Regions from separate parts of the Sus scrofa genome. Here region 1 is linked to region 2. A link is a contact called in public promoter capture Hi-C data. All regions are on one chromosome and are shown on one strand. Each heading gives the region's core, a stretch centred on a gene start, on an enhancer-like site or on the middle of the called end of the contact. The rest is flanking DNA. Distances are from core to core; before and after follow the strand shown. Region 1 holds the start of NOP53 (glioma tumor suppressor candidate region gene 2 protein). Region 2 holds the start of KPTN (kaptin).

The links. Promoter capture Hi-C pulls out the DNA fragments that hold promoters and counts their contacts.
Region 1: a promoter capture Hi-C map of liver shows a contact between it and region 2, with 2.3 times the contacts expected there. The contact joins the promoter of NOP53 here to the promoter of KPTN in region 2. A contact is called at or near these places in 1 of 5 promoter capture datasets (liver) and 1 of 2 datasets of contacts at active chromatin or transcription factors (alveolar macrophages).

What each region holds. Positions count from the first base shown.
Region 1 is chr6:53,442,140-53,444,839 of Sscrofa11.1, reverse strand. NOP53 (glioma tumor suppressor candidate region gene 2 protein) reads right to left here and starts at 1,387. Exons shown (of 12, transcript XM_021094646.1): 1 at 1,127-1,387; 2 at 636-700. The coding sequence starts at 1,350.
Region 2 is chr6:53,245,100-53,247,799 of Sscrofa11.1, reverse strand. KPTN (kaptin) reads left to right here and starts at 1,342. Exons shown (of 12, transcript XM_003127264.5): 1 at 1,342-2,220; 2 at 2,607-2,689. The coding sequence starts at 1,998.

The DNA.
Region 1 (2,700 bases), core at 138-2,637, 200 kb before region 2:
GATCTGAGCCACACCTGTGACATACACCACAGCTCATGTCAATGACGGATCCTTAACCCACCGAGCAGGGCCAGGGATCGAACGTACGTCCTCAGCGATGCTAGTCAGATTCATTACTGATGAGCCACCATGGGCACTCCCTTCTGTTCTCTTTAAAGCATACCTCACTAACCAAAACGGGCCTGATTTCTCACCCCCCAGCCTTGACTTGCTTTTCTGCAAATTAACCTCCTAATTTATGTCTTATTTACTCATCGGCGCACACTGCTGCTGGCTTCTCTGGCCACTGAGATCTCCAAAACCTCAAAAAGAAAATGAGTTCTTGAAGGTAGTTGCTAACTTGCGTTTTTTTGGCCACATCTGCAACATGCGGAAGTTCGTAGGCCAGGGATCAAACCCACACCACAGCCATGACCTGCGCCCCAACAGTGACAAAGCCAGATCCATAACCTGCTAGGCCGCCAGGGAACTCCTCTAGCTTGCTTTCTGTTCATTCCAGGCCTTCTAGTCTACAGTAAAGACCCTTTTCAGCAGCTGTTTGTCACCCAAGCCACATCATTAACACAGATTCTTTCACAAGTTGAGATGAACTAGATAACGACTAATCGTGACCACACGATGCCACCCTTCCTCACCTTTATTCTTGGAGCCAGTGTCCACGAAGAAGAGTTTTTCATCCGGGGCCTCTGATATCAAGCCACTGGGAAATGCAAACGCAGAATATCAGCCACAGAAGTTGGGAGGAAGCAAACTGCTGCAGAAGGTGCAGATTTAACCCCTCAGGGCCCAGCTATCCCATTATGCTCATTCGGACACGCTCTTCCCCCATGAGACCCCTCCAGGTCAGGGCCCCATCCCTCCACTTTGCGGAACTTAATACTTAAAACGCGCTAAGCTTGGGTGGGGGCGAGGGGCACAGTAATACTAGAATGTATTCGTTGTTTACCTAGGTTCTAATTTAACTGGGAGTCTTCTAACCGGTAAACCTATCACGTCCCCATCCCCGCCACTTCCCAGCGCTGCCGGGACCCGCGCTTCCTGACCCCCGGAAGTCCCCCCAGCAGCTCGGCCTCGCACCCCGCCACCCAGAACCAGGCTCAGCTCCCGGAAGTCCCGCCCCACGCACCCGCTCGTGCGCTCCTGCAGCCGCACGTCCTCCAGGAACTGGTCGACCTCCAGTCCCAGCGGCTCCTGAGCGAGCCGCCGCCACCCCCGCTTCTTATTTCTTGGGCCTCGCCGCCGCCGCCTCAAGGCTGGGTCCACCGAAGTGGGCCGCAGCCCCAGGAAGCCAGAGTCGGCCTCGCTTTTTGAGCAGCGCGCACCGCCAGCGGCACTACTTCCCGCCGCCATCTTGTTAAAGGAAGCACTTGGCCGCCAGCACCCTGAAAGTCGACTTCGCGCATGCGCGCGCCGGCCCCCCGCCCTCTCCCATGACCTCCTTCCGGTGGCCGCCATCTTGGTAAGGTGGCTGGAGCCGCAGAGGGGCGTGGAGGCCGCCCTTCTTCCTCTGTTATTCGGGTCAGATCCAGGTTGTAAGTTTGGGGCTCTAGCTCTCAGCGACGCACCTCTCCCGGCCGCCCAGGGATACTTTTAAAATCTGAGTATTATTTTTAATTTTTTTATTTCAAAACAATCTAGTTTTCTTAAGAAAAGTTAGAACCATGACAGATTTGGCACAAGACACGTTCCAGTCTCAAAATGCGTCTTTCCACGTTCCAACCCTAAGAATCTTGGAAATCCGAGAGCTTTTTGAATGTCAAGGTTGGGAACACAGAAGGTTACATGCGAGGAATGTTAGAAACTCTAGAAGCGCAGGCTCCGAATGAGTCTTTTCTAAGCTACGGAGCAGTGCTTCATTTGCTTCATCTGTGAAATGGGGGCGGTAATGGTACATCTGCCTCATAGGTTATTCTGGAGCTAAAACAGGGTAATACATACAAAGCCCTTAAGGTTGTGCGTGGCATCTCATTGTTAGCTATTGTTACTGCCTCACTCCCTGAGATTTCATCTTACAATCAATTTTTGCTGTTTACAAATAAGGAAGGAAGCTCAGGGGCCCTGGCAACCATCCATAGGGATCGAGAGCCTCCTAAAGGCCGTTCTCCACTCGAGAAGGAAAAAGGTACAGAGCGGGAAGGCGCCACGCAGCGCAACTCCGCATCGGGAAGGTGATAGGCCCGGATTGTGGCCCTTGGAGACCTGATCACCTACCACCTGGGACCGGGATTGCAGTCGCCACCAGCCAGCCTTGCTGCAGGGTGTCCGCCAGGGGGCGCCGGGAGCTGCGCCACCGCGCGAGCGTGGGCGGGAAGGGCGCGAGGCCAGCGTGTCCCGGGGCGCCGTGGGTGTGGCCCTGGGTGTGAGTCGGCGGACCGCGAGCGGGGTCCGCTGCAGAGCGGAGGCCAGAGCCCCCGGGCGTGAGCGAGCGCACACTTGGCGGTCCTGTTGGGCAGCGTCCCCTCCTCCCCTCCGAGTGCCCGTTGGTCCCCAGTGTTACGTGTCAAGAGCTGTGTACCTAGGTTGGGTGGACGAGGGCGGGGGCGCGCGCGCGCGGGCGCCCCAGGGCTTGGTTCCCAGGCCCCCGCGGCAGGAGGTAGAAGGGAGGGATGTCCCGGAGGGAGGGCCCCAGAGAAACTTTTCTTTGGAAAATATGTCGGTCTGGCCCCCAGCCCGGGCCTGAGTCATCAGGCTCCCGCCGCA
Region 2 (2,700 bases), core at 93-2,592:
AACCCATAGCTTGATTTGTGTATTCACTCATTCAACAACGTTAAGGGAATGTGGTTTAGCAGTTACCCAGGGAGGTAGAAGCAGCCTGAAGAAAACATTCTTCAGAAGTGGCAGAACCAGACCCCACACCTATTTACCGAGCAAGTATTTACCAAGCACCTACTGTGTGCCGTGTCCTGGTCCAAACCCTGGGACCCCAGCGTTAAACAGCATAGCCAGGTCTGAAGTTGACACAAACTCCTTTATACCGCTCTCCAGATCCAGTCTGCCTCTGAGAACACGCATATCTCTAATGCAGCAATGTCCCTGTTGCTTGGCAAAGGGCCTGGTACATAGTTTTGGGTTCTTAAACGTATTTACTAAATGTTCCATGTCAGGCCTTGTGGTCCAGGTGCTGGGGGATCTGACCGTGACCAAGGGAGGTCTAGTCACCGTCTGTGAGGCTCTTGCAGTCTGTGTTCTCTTTCTGTGTGGAAGGGGGTGACAGATTACTCAAGGTGGCCGGCGACAGCTGGCCAGTTCGTCTTCTGGCAATAATATTAGAGAGTCCGCAAACTCCTGGTGCCCTTTTAGGGACAAAAAAGGCATATACAGGTATCCCAGAAGACTCAGAGTCAGAAAGACCTTGGTTTCCATCCTGTTTCCATCCACCACTTCCTATCATATCAGTCAAGGGACGTAATCTCCCCCAGCCTCTACTTCATTCTCTATAAGTTGGAATAGTCAACCTCTTTCCAGTGTTGTTGCAAGTTTATTGAGATGAATTTGCAAAGGATGTCTTGGTACAGAGTGACTGCTCAGTAAATGCTGAATAAATGTGGGGTAACAGATCAGGGTACTTGTGAGCATTCAATGAGATAATGAGGCAACGTGACTGCATAAAGTAGGCTTTCGGTGAAGAAGGTGGTGGTGATGTGCCAGGACAGCTAGATCTTTTTCCCTTGGGGTAAGAAGAATGCATTTCACCTTTTTAAAGGTGATGTGATTAAAATAAGCCATGGAGCTCTCTTGCTGTGTTCTAATACTGACAGCTTCATACTGACTGTGATCTTAAATGAATTACTTTACCTGTCTATGCCTCGATTTTTTTTTTTTTTTTTTGTCTTTCTGCCTTTTCCAGGGCTGCTCCCACAGCATATGGAGGTTCCCAGGCTAGGGGTCGAATCGGAGCTGTAGCCACCGGCCTACGCCAGAGCCACAGCAACGCGGAGTCCAAACCGCGTCTGCGACTTACACCGCAGCTCACGGCAGTGCCGGATCCTTAACCTGCTGAGCGAGGCCAGGGATCGAACCTGCAACCTCATGGTTCCTAGTCAGATTCGTTAACCACTGAGCCACGACGGGAACTCCTATGCCTCGATTTCTTTATCTATAAAACATGGAGTACCTACCTCAGCCTGCTTGTGAGTTTTAAGTAAACCCGTCGATGGAAAACGTGTAAAACTGCTAATGGCACCTAAGGGCTATATTGAGTTTTATGGTTCTTTTTAGGGCCGCACCTGCAGCATATGGATGTTTCCAGGCTAGGGGTCGAATAGAAGCTATGGCTGCTGGCCTACAGCCACCGCACCGTGGGATCCGAGCCGCGTCTGCTACACAGCTCACAGCAACGCTGGATCCTTAACCCACTGAGCAAGGCCAGGATCCTCATCCTCATGGCTCCTAGTCAGGTTCGTACCACTGAGACACCACTGGGAACTCCCAGTTCTTCTTATTCTGCCTTCCGCAAGACCACAGCAAGGGTCACCACCTCAGCCCGCATCTGCAGGCCATCATCAGTCGCCTGGCCCTGAAAAAGGCACAGGGAGGAGGGCGCAGGCACGTTGGCACAAAATCTGTTGGGAAGCCCAGGCGGCCCGGCTGGCGGCCATTTTGGCAAAGGGCAGAGACGACGGCTTCTCTACGTCATCAGTCTGCGCGACCGGCGGGCGCCTGGCGCTCCATGGGGTAGAGCGGACCGCAGCGAAGGGTACCGGAATGCGCGGCTGAGGGGCGTGATGGGGGAGGTGGCTGTGGCCGCGGGGCCTTGTCCGCTGCGCGAGGACAGCTTCACGCGCTTCTCGTCGCAGAGCAATGTATACGGGCTGGCGGGCGGCGCGGGCGGGCGCGGGGAGCTGCTGGCCGCCACCCTTAAAGGCAAGGTGCTGGGCTTCCGCTACCAAGACCTCCGACAGAAAATCCGGCCCGTGGCCAAGGAGCTGCAGTTCAATTACATTCCCGGTGCGTGGCGCCATGGGGCTGGGGGCCTGGAATGTTGTGTTGTGAAGGTTTCTGAGGCTCTGTCTGAGCTGGATCACCATGACGGGAAAATGAGATCAGGTTGATGTGACTGAAGGGGGTCAGGGCTGATAATCTGCAGGCATTGGGGTCAGAGGACAGGGATAATAGGGGCCTGAAGTGGTTTGGGTTGAGGATTCCCCAGACGCGGAAACCAGGATCCCTCCCTGCCATGGTGAGGATGATCAGGACTCACTGGGACCCAGAGGTCATGATAATTTGCGGTAGTGAGAAGATTACTGAGTCCTAGAGGTCAGAGGTCACCATCATTGAGAAGATTGGGGTTAGGAGTCTGACTGAAACACCAGCTTTGAACTGTCCTCTCTCAGTGGATGCAGAGATTGTCTCCATCGACACCTTCAACAAATCGCCCCCAAAGCGAGGCCTGGTTGTGGGGATCACGTTCATCAAGGTACCCAGAGC